Regions from separate parts of the Hordeum vulgare genome. Here region 2 is linked to region 1. The links are chromatin contacts, called in public Hi-C maps. All regions are on one chromosome and are shown on one strand. Each heading gives the region's core, a stretch centred on a gene start, on an enhancer-like site or on the middle of the called end of the contact. The rest is flanking DNA. Distances are from core to core; before and after follow the strand shown.

The links. A called contact is a pair of places that touch in the nucleus more often than the background predicts.
Region 2: a contact with region 1 is called in a Hi-C map of leaf, with 6 times the contacts expected there. The contact joins the enhancer-like site here to the promoter of LOC123440797 in region 1. A contact is called at or near these places in 2 of 6 Hi-C or Micro-C datasets (leaf and seedling).

Annotation. Positions count from the first base shown.
Region 1 is chr3H:584,840,086-584,845,753 of MorexV3_pseudomolecules_assembly, reverse strand. LOC123440797 (nuclear transcription factor Y subunit B-1-like) reads left to right here and starts at 4,385. Exons shown (of 1, transcript XM_045117344.1): 1 at 4,385-5,182. The coding sequence starts at 4,545. The coding sequence ends at 5,096.
Region 2 is chr3H:584,992,430-584,998,133 of MorexV3_pseudomolecules_assembly, reverse strand. It overlaps the pseudogene LOC123442107. Among protein-coding and RNA genes, the nearest start is that of LOC123440798, 55 kb to the left of the region's middle. Within about 2 kb of position 2,258, at least 3 of the 3 cell types and tissues checked have open chromatin away from gene starts, as enhancers often do. A contact at or near this core is called in leaf and seedling, where this site is marked.

The DNA.
Region 1 (5,668 bases), core at 3,136-5,635:
AAGTGAAATAACAACCCAAAAAGTGATAAATATGAACATGAAAACATGATGCAAAATGGACGTATCAATGCCCCATGTACACAATTTTCCTAGACCCGCCATCTTTCGTTCACGTTAACCGCTGAGACGTTGTATCATCCATGCACCGGGTACAACCATAATATCCGTGGCACACCTGGCCAGCGACATATCCATAACCGAGAAAGTCGTGCACCGTCTTTATCAGCATGGCTCTCATATAGAAATACTCGCCTTTGCTGGCGTCCCATGTCTTGACCGGTGATTTCCATAACACGTCTAGCTCCTCTTTCAGTAGCCCCAGATACAAGTTAATATTATTTCCTAGTTGTTTCGGTCCTTGTATCAGTATGCTCAGGTGTATGTACTTTGTCTTCATGCACTTCCATGGGGGAGGTTGTACATCCATACAAAGATGGGCCATGTATTGTGGTTGGTGTTCTGGTTTCCAAGCGGATTTATGTCAACAGTACTCGCGCCAAGAATGATGTTCCTTGCATCTTCTGCGAAAAACGGATATACCGCGTTGAATGCTTGCTACTCGCTAGCATCCGCGAGGTGTCTCGGCATCGGATCATCTCCGTCGTCGGGCTTCACCCTCGCCATGTGCCAGCACATGAGCTTTGCTTCCTTAGGATCTATGAAATAACGCTGCAGACGGGGAGTGATTGGTAAGTACAATACAACTTTTTGAGGAGATTTGTTCCTGTCCTTCTTGTATCCAGAAGCATTGCACATCGGACAACTGGTTTTTCTGTGTGCTCTTTCCAATAAATGATGCAACCATTGATGCATATGCATGGTATCTAATGTGGGGCAGATCAAGAGGGCACACGATCTTCCTTGCCTCATCGACACTAGTAGGACACAGGTTCCGTGAGGGAAGAACTTTATTATGTAGATACTTCAAATTCTGATCAAGGCTTGTGTCTGTCCATTTTTTTGGCCTTCGTCTTTAGAAGTTCGAGCGTGAAACTCAAGCGGGTCACCTCGGGATCGCAAACATCATACAATGGAGTCTTCGAGTCTACTTCTAGTTGCACTTGCTTGGCCTCCTCTCTAGAAGCAGCTCTCTCGCTAGTTGTACACTTGCAAAGCAGGTCCCGAACATGAGGGTCTTGCATGACTGAACTTAGTAGCGTCGAAGACTGCGGTGTGTCCACCGCCTCTTCTCCGCCATGTCCTGACTCTTCTTCGCCATGTCCGGACTCTTCTTCTCCGTGTATGGAATCTTCTCTGCCGCCATGTCCGGACTTTTCCCCGCTGCCATGTCCGACGCCATCGTCTTCGTGTCCATGGTCATCTCTTCCTCTAGCCCCATGTCCTTATTCCTTGCCATGTGGATGTCCTCATCATCATATTCACTTATCCACCAAGTATAGCCATCCATGAAACCATTAATGAGCAGGTGCGCCTTCAAACAGCCACGACCAAAGGGGGCCAAAATGACTCCTTTGCATCTTGTACACGGACATCTAATCCCAGTCCGTTTGTTAGCATACATGTCCTTAACCGCGGATTGCAAGTACCGCTCCACCTTCCTTCGACTCACCTTCATGACCGACTGCATGGTATAACAAGCAAAAGGATTATAAACAAAATGCATGCATCAAAGTCATACAAAAATTTGGCATGACCTTACCTAAAAATAGGGCATATCGAGTTTTCTCTAAATTCGCCGAAACAGAAATAAATCAAGATTTCGGCAAAACATCAGCAACTCAGGGGGCCTGTCACTTGCACAAATCCCTTCATATCGCAAACACCCATATTACCATTCTTGAAATCTACAACTTTTTACTCACCTATGTCCCAAGAGAGATCGACCACGGATAGATGAGGCCTTCGCTACCTTAATTAGGGATCGAAAGTGGATGGCTATATCTAGCTAGATCTAGTTGTGGGGAGGAGAGATGACTCTAGCTAACTAATGGAGAGGGACAGAGATGAGTTAGGTACCTATAAGACGAATCTAGGAGTGGGAAATGGATATATATGTATGGAAGGAGGGAGAGCCAAATAAATGAGGAAGATAGAGAAGAAAGGCCATTTATGAAGGAAAATTATGGTGGAGGGAGCATTCTTGGAAAAAGAAGAGAGGTAGAAGGAAGAGAGAAGAAGGGCAATAATGGTGAAGAAGTAACTTAGAGAGGGGAGAGGGGAAAGGAGGGGACATGTCAAAGGGGGGGGGGAGGGGGAGGGGAGAGTGGGTGGGTGAAAAGGTGGCACCAGCCACGCCTAGCAGCAGCACCGTATTCCAACCAGCGCTACTGCTAAGGTGCTTAGTAGTAGCGATGTATTTTGGGCAGCGCTACTACTACATCTAGCGTCGGTGGACTCATTGGGTTCCACTTAGCAGCAACGCTTTATGTCAGCCGACGCTACTGCTAACGTGCTTAGCAGTACCGTGGTATTTTGGGCAGCGCTACTACTATAGCTAGCGTCAGTGGACTCGTTGGCTCCCACTTAGCAGTAGCGCTTTATGCCAGCTGGCGCGCTACTGCTAACGTGCTTAGCAATAGTGTGGTATTTTGGACAGCGCTGCTACTACAGCTAGCATTGGTGGACTCGTTAGGTCCCACTTAGTAGTAGGGCTGCTTACATTTACAGCGCTACTGCTAAGGCATCACTTGTAGCGTTGTCCAAATCTAGCTACTGCTAATTAGTAGCAGCGCTACATATTTTCAAGCGCTACTACTGATGTTCTATCTATAAGCATTTCCATAGTAGTGATATTTGTCAGATTTTATATTCGTGCATGGTATATGGGTATGGGTTATATGATCTCATACACGTAACCGCTCTATCTGATGGGTTTTAGATTTCCCTATTTATATACTCATGGTAACTTTTTCTTTCATACCCTTACCCCAATAGTGGTTTTACGTGCAGGGTACATGCTTAATGGGTAGCCATTACCATCCCTACATGGAATGTGGGAGTTGAAATGATTTTGAAACAAGGTGAGGGTATTGGTCATTTTTTACATCTAGCACCTATGTCAAAGGTTCCCATAAAAGAACCATGTGCATTAAGTGGCACCCACGATGAATATACGACGCCAACTAAGGCAACTGTGAAGCGGACCCTCAAAGTGTCCATGTGTGTCTAGAACGTGTTGTCCAGGATGTTTTTGCCATCCAACACGGTACCCTAAATGTTTGCAAACCAGTCCACATGTGCATTTTCGTTATACTAGCCACAAACTTGAGGACATTTTGTGTGTGTTTGTACATCCACATGTCAAACCAAAAGCAATCATGTGGCATCCTCTCTCTCTCTCCCTCTCCCTCTCCCTCTCCCTCTCCCTCCCTCTCTCTTCCTCTCCCACCACACATGCATCTTCATCCAAAAGCAACGATGTGGTCCACTCTCTCCATATTTTGAGCATAGCGTTGGATGCCTACCTCCCCTATCATGTATGTGAATATGTTCGCGGATATTTGCGGTTTCCGTTTTGAAGGCTTGCATTGGAGATGCCACGAGATGGTGTCTTAGCCAACAACATTGGCACATGGTGCCCAAAGCATAAGCATAATGCACTAGTGGATCTCGTGCCAAAATATCGAAACTAGGCCAACTACCAGAAGAAGAACAACATTTTTTCAAAAATGAGGATATACCCCGACCTTTGCATCATGTTATGCAAAAAACAAACACAATGATTTGGGTGAGGCCAGGTTTTCAATTAAGTGCTAACTAATGCCATTTTTTATGCCCCCAACTGTAGAAACAATCGTTCTATGGTAATTTTCATTAAAATAGTAAGTATGTTACAAGATAGAGGAGAAAAGGAAGGGGGTGCCGACAAAAAAAGGCATTGAAGAGTACACAAACGACTATCAATGATTTTTTTTTTTTTTTGAAGTTCACTGATATCCAATCCTGAAAACAAACAACATGTTTGTCTCTGATTCTGTGTCCTAGCAGTTTCAGGTCCTCCCTTAGGGCATATAATGCCATTTGAGGAAACGAAATACCCTCCGTATGGCGGTCGAAGACACTGCATTAGCACGGGGCCGGCCATTAACAAACAATGAAATGGAAAACAAATCAACGAGTCAGTTAGGCAGGCCGGCCGGCGCGCGCGCGGGCCTGAGCACCGCCGCGTGCATGATTAAGGAAGGCCAGCTCCCGGCCGCTGGGTGGCTTAGGCTAGCCACAGTAGTGGAGTACGTGCGCAGGTTTGCAGGGGTTGCAGCCACTGAGCCAGTCGTCGTCGTCGTCACCCTCACCCAGACGGACAGAGCAACACAGAGGGGAGCAGGAGCACCAGCCCGCAGGCGGAGACGTTTCAACGCGCCCCAGCCCAGCCACCAACACAGCCCAGCATATTCTCCCTCCTCATTCATTTATATATGTACCCGCTCCGCCACTAGCCGGTTACAAGTGTAAGCACCACGGCGAGACGAAAAGTAGCTCCCCTCGCCACGCTCCTGTACTGCACCGCCCCACACCGTGTCCAGTCCATTCAATTCCCATATAAAAGATCGAGACAGGCGAGCGCAGATCGAGCAGATCGATCGATGGCCGACCACCACCACCACTATACCCAGCTCGGCGGCGGCAGCGGCAGTGGCGGCGGCGGTGGCAGCCCTCCGGAGCTGCTGCACGGCGGCGGCGGGTCCGGGGACCAGGGGATCAAGGAGCAGGACCGGCTGCTGCCCATCGCCAACGTGGGGCGGATCATGAAGCAGGTGCTGCCCCCCAACGCCAAGGTCTCCAAGGAGGCCAAGGAGACGATGCAGGAGTGCGTGTCCGAGTTCATCAGCTTCGTCACCGGGGAGGCCTCCGACAAGTGCCACAAGGAGAAGCGCAAGACCGTCAACGGCGACGACGTCTGCTGGGCCTTCTCGGCGCTCGGCTTCGACGACTACGTCGACCCCATGCGCAGGTACCTCCTCAAGTTCCGCGAGCTCGAGGGCGACCGCGCCGCGGCCGCCGCCTCCTCCCGCGGGGGCCTCCCCGTCCCCGACGCCTCCACCTCCGGCGCCGGCGCCAGCGGCTCCGGTAATTTCATGTTCGAAGCCATGGACAGGAGGGATAACACCGGCCCCGGCGCCGGCAGGCAGTTTTGAACTAGCAGCTAATACCTACTCCATCAGATCAGGCACGCGTCCATCTTCTTGCTTGATCCATGCCGCAAGGGCTGGCTAGCTAGCTACACCTTAATTGCTCTCTCCATTTTCTTATTAGAGAGGTGACCAGCTAGCTAGTGGCAGAATTAGGAGTAGCTAGCTGCTAGTGGGTAGCAGAGAAGAGTAGTTGTTCGTCTGGTTAATTAATGTGTTGTGTGTTGGAGATCGATCAAAGACAACTAAAGGAAGAGGATCACTAGGATGACGGCGACGACGACGGCCGGGGCCGGCGACCGCGACACGGCGGAGTTGGAATTAATTGGAGAATGGTGCATGATCGATTCGATCTGATTAGGTGTCCAGATTACTAGTAATATTTTTGTGGCTAATTAATTCTAGCTGCGCACCAGACTAAGCAGTTCAAGTTAATTGTTTTCCGAGCTCAGTGATTAAGATTGTAGATCAATTTCAATTTATCAATGTGCCTTTGTTTTTTCCTGCTAGCTAGCTTAATTCCGATATGATTGGGTTAACTAATTAATTCATATTACTCCTCGATGTGTTCATCGCAA
Region 2 (5,704 bases), core at 1,009-3,508, 150 kb before region 1:
TGGTTTTGTTCCGGTTCTTTTGGGGACAGGGTTTCCTAGGGTTTTTGTGTGTGTGGGTGTTGGGGGGGGGATAGCACGAAAAATGTGTTTTTTGCCTTTCATGAGAACCACAAATTTGTTTCTCGGGAAGACATAGATTTGCTTCCACAAGAGGCCCAATTGTATCTCTCGATAAATGTGAGAATAGCACGAAAATGTGTTTTTTGGCTTCCATGAGAATCACAAATTTGTTTCTTGGGGAGGCATAGATTTGCTTCCACGAAAGGCCCAATTGTATCTCTCGATAAATGTGAGAATAGCACGAAAAATGTGTTTTTTGGCTTCCATGAGAATCACAAATTTGTTTCTCAGGGAGGCATAGATTTGCTTCCACAAGAGACCCAATTGTATCTCTCGATAAAAAGTATTTTCTTTTTTGCTTCTACTGGACGCATAAACTTGTTTCTCGTGGAGCGCAGGTGCCCTTTGCTGCCCATCGGAAAAGAAAATAAATGTGTTCTTTTGCTTTCGCGTGATGCACAAATTTGCTTTTTATGGAGGCACATATTTTCTTCCGATGTCTCTCAAAAAGAAAAGAAAACCATTTTCTTTGCTTCCGAGAGAAGCACAATTCAGAAAGAAAAATACGTTTTTTTGCGAGAGGCACATATTTGGTTCTCGTGGAGGCACATATTTGCTTCCTCAAGAGGCACAACTCAAAAAGGAGAAAAACACCTTATATTCTTCCGTGAGAGGCACAAATTTGCTTATTGTGTAGACATACGTTTGTTTTCGCGAGAGGCACAACTTGGAAAGGAAAGAAAAACACTATTTTTCTTACGCAACAAGCTTGAAAAGGGAAACGACAAGTTTTTTTTTCTTATTCCGAAAGAGATACATATTTGCTTCCGCGAGAGGGACAGATGTGCCTTTTGGAAAGGGGAAAATATGAAGAAAATTCATGCTTGTGGCTCATTTTTTTCTGTCAATTTCTTTTCTCAGTTTTTTCATGAAAAAAGTTCGTGGGAACCTATCAACATTGTATCTGGTTTCAAAGATCTCGATGCGAGAAATCCAGTAGTGAAAATGGTTTGCGATTTGGACATGCAATTTCAGAGATAAAACATTTTGAATAAATGAATGCCTGAAAAAACAGAAAACTTCGCGCAGTGCGCCATTTTTCTGTGAAGGCGTGAATGTCCTTTGGAAGGGGTACCCCTTATTAGTGATTTCAAGGAGTTCCCCGTATACAAAGCTACCGAGAGGTGAGGCTCTTGGGCCAAATCATTAATTCTTTCATAGCCGATTTGAATGTTTTGGAGAAATCAACAACAGGGAGATCAAATGCTCGAGTTCGGCCAAACTGGCGTATTGCACCGCCGGAAGGAATGAGCAAAATAAATGTGGATGCGGCCCTAATTAGGAATGCCTCGTGGGATCTGTAGATGTTGTTTGCAGGGACACACGGGGGATTTTCATTGGTGCCTCGACGATCACTTGGGTTGGAGTTATAGACCCAAAAGCCTTGGAAGCCCTAGCAGGCCGTGAAGCGCTATCTTTAGCAGGCGATCTTTTATGAACGGAGAATATATGTTGCATCTGACTGCAAAATTTCATCGATGATATGAAGCTGAGAAGCGGTACTTGTTGCAATGCCATCATTAGAGAAATCATGGGTCATTTTATTTTTTTCACTAGTTGCATTTGTAGTCCCGAGTATAGGAGCTCGAATACCGAGGCTTATAATTTAGAAAAGCATATTCTGTTACTTGCGGTTGACCGTCATCTTTTGTCAGGCAATCCGGTGATTCTACTTGTATCTATGTAAATATTGTGACGACTCAAATAAAAGCATCGTAAGATTGTCTAAAAAAATAATACAAGTAATATTGCGATCGTGCGTTTTCTAAAAGATTCTTCTTTCGATGTACCTAAAGATTTGTTGTTAGTAAAAACCAATGCAAATTTTCGAACGACAAGTATTATGGTATAGTGAGAGTAGATAATGAAAAACAAAAGATCATGATCTTAAAATAAAAAAATAAAAAAAATAAATGATCTTGCATAGGCTGAAATTTAACCCGGCATGGCACATCATTGCAATCTCGATCTCAAAATAATCTCTTCTTTTTTCGGGAATTGATCTCAAAAAAAGTTGGCGCCGCGCACGTTGGCAGCCTTGAAACTTAAAGCAGGCATTTGGTGTGCCCACCCCACGCACCATGATGAACTGCCTGGCTCTGGCGAAGAGATTGACACATACAGCTTTACACGAACTGCATGCATCACAGGCCTGAAACCCTGTTGAGGTCGCTTTCAAAGTGCGTTGTCGTACGTAGATACCACCACGTCCGCACAACCTCCTTTTTCGAGGATTTTTTTTGTTTTCGCACGATGCGGGTGCAAAAACAAAACGTGAAATAAATGATACCCGCTCCTGTGGCTGGCACTTGTTACTATAGCAGCAGTAGAGCAGAGGCCCGGTGCAGCAGCTATCTGCGCTTAGAGCATCTACACCCGGACCCGGACACGTCCACACAGACAGGTCACATCTTTAATAATGCATCCTATATTTAGATACCTTAAATTTTATATCTCAAATTCATACAATTCATGTGACTATTACATCGACGCATTACACATCCTGTCCGGCTATTCCATCACTAACAAACATGTCATCGGACTATCAAAATTTAGCATGTTTGCATATGGTGTAGGTTATCCGCGGCTGCCCTTTTCCTTCTGGGGCCATTGTTGTCCTTGTTTTGGACTTACCGGTTGAAGACGCAGTACGGATCGAGCCGGATCGGCTTTGTCGTCGGAGCTATCCTCGCCCCCGCTCACCTCCTTCTCCTCCTTTCGTGGCAGTCCGGCCATTTCATGGACCGTCCGATTCACTACGGACTACATACAGAATAAAATAAATAAATCTATAATCTAAAGTATGTGTACATACATTCGTGTATAATGTGTAGTGAAATCTCTAAAAGGAATTATATTTAGAAACGGAAATAGTATGTGCGAGCCATGACTATCATGAACTTTTGAAATAAGTCATTGTAATATATTTAACTATTTTTACAATGCCTTTTTTCCCTTTCTAAAGTCCAAAACGGACATAGTTTTTTTTTTTTTTTGAACAGCAAAACGGACATAGTTTGGGGCGCGGCCACGTACGCGTTAGATGCGCCTACCGGTGGACGGTGAAAACGGGACACGGGCGTGCGTTTCATGTTTCAAATGGACAAAATCGGGACACAAGCATGTGGGTAGGAGTCGGGCTTAGCAGTGCAGATTAAGTAGATGGTACATGCATGACTGTTTCTGTACGTGCAGGTGCACTACAGGCATCTGTTTACCCCGAGAAAATTAGAGGATGACGTCCCCGGCGGCTAGCGCGCGACACGGGTACGTTGAACCACACCGGAAAGGCTCTCTCGCCGCCGGCCAATCCTTTCCTCGGATCCATCGTCCCGCACGGCCGTGCAGCATGCTGCGGCTGCGAGTGTCGCCGGCAAGCAGGGTCGTACCGCGTAGTTTGCATCCCGAAACACACGTACGTACTTTAGCCCCGAGCCCGAGCCGGGGATACGCCAAGACCTCGCGCTGGCAGTGCCCTTGTAGGCAGCGACGGATCTAAAAGTTAAAGTTTGCCGGCGCCATAAATGACGATGAAGCTTCATTACCCTGCGTCGAAGGTCGCTAGGCACGGAAGATATCCCGCTCCATCGTCGGAGAGTCGGGGCGGCCGCGCCCATCTCGCTCCACTGCTTGTATGGGAGGAAAAATCTCGACCGAGCGGATATTTCCTCTCCATTCGTCTCTCCTTCCAAGAAAGGCGGCTAGGGTTTTTGCCTTCCGTACCGTCTCATGTGACTTAGTGTAATGGGTGTATGATATATTCCGATCCTTGCCGATTGAAGGATTTCGTGTTCCGTTTAGGAAGACGATATGGTGACGCAGCCCTAAAGATGGAATAAGTTTCTTTCAGTCTTGCCCCTTTTTGATGGTGTGTTTAGAATCGTAGGAAGACGTGTGAAGTTGTATCTTCGACGGATCTCGTCGGATTCGGTCGGTGGTTGTCTTTCATGAATCTGTATGGATCTGTTCTTTCTTCGTCTTTGTTTGTGTGCCTTCAGGTTGGATTCTTTTGATCTACGTTTTTCTTCATTGGCGGTGGTTCTTGTTCTGGTGCGTTGGTCCTTTGAGGCCTTAACATGATGGTGTTTTGGTTGTCTACTACAACAAGTTTTCCTGCCTCCATCGACGGAGGGGCGATGACAATGGCGCGTTTTTGACTCGCTTCAGTGCTTGTAGTCGTCGTTAAGTTGTATACGTATCTGAATATAATTTTTATTATTTTTTATGTTGGTTATACTTTTATGATTAAAGATAAATAGACAATTTCTCGAAAGAAAAAGAAAACCTCGACTAATTTGGACGTGCGAGAGAGGGGTGGCATGAGGAGGAGGAGGAGGAGGAAGAAGAAGAAGAAGGATGGGCGTTGGATCCAGCGGACGGGGCGAAATCATTTGAACCAGTATCCTTTCTACCGTCGATCTTCAATTTTGGAGGTGTTTGAATTACAGCAGACGTGGTTTCAGAGAATCGCTAGAAAGTGCGCATGCAGGCAGCAGCGGGCCCGCGACGTGATGCACGCATGGTTGCATCATCCTGTGAATCACATGCGCTGGCCAGTGGCTGTGGCGCCCTGGCTATGGCCGGCCGGTCTCCCTGCAGGCATGCAGCGGCGCTCGCCCAATCGCCGCGCCTGCCGCCCGCAGTAGTGCCGCGGCGCGGGCTGTGCGGGAATAGCGAAGCACGCAGGCGCAGTGCTGGCAGGTCCGCGTCGGTCGATCCATCGACAGCCGCTACTGCGCATACTGATGCAGACTTGCAGGGCGCACGTTTTCCCCGTCCATGGACGGACGGACGGCTGTGCTCGCCAATAAGCACATGTGTACATGCCAACGTTGGGAGGCTTTTCATGCTGGCTAATCAGCATCAGCCAACTGCCTAATTTGGGTCAAGTTTCTCTCTCAGTTTCGATCTCTGAGCAGCTCTTATACAGGTCGATGCAGCCAACTGCCTAATCATTTCCCCTCGCGGATCAAAACACTCATCACAGCACGAGTGCGCGACACAAACATGCTCGTTGTATCTCTGGACGATCCCTCAACCTCAAAGCGGTTACAACATCTACAATTAGACCCCTCGTATCGTCTCAAATGTTTGGATAGACCGCCAACTCACTAATCGGTCAAGAATTTTTGATTCAACCGACATCTCAAACGGTCCTCAAACGTCCGTACTGACCGGCACCCTCATATTTAGCCTAAATATGGAGCGAATAAAAGGGCGCCCGGGCGCGCCCGCCACGTCGGTCTGGCCGGCGCTGGTCCGCATCGACCCCACATATATTCGCCCCTATCCGCTTGTCGGACCAAACCTTATCCACTTCATTTCACTCGCCTTCACTTCCATCTGCCACCCAAGCTCACCTCCGACGATCTCCGGCCTTCTCCGACATGGCGGGCAGCGGGTCCGAATCCTTCAGCTCCAGATCTGCCGACCACAAGCTCATCCCATGCGTTCCCGATGAGGAGATGGCCATCCGGCTTGCGCTCCGCCGCTTCCGGGAGTGAGCCGCCCAAGGGCAGCACTCAAACTCACAACGTCGGGAATTTATTACGTCAGCACAACTAGTGGTTGGATCCGGCGTCGC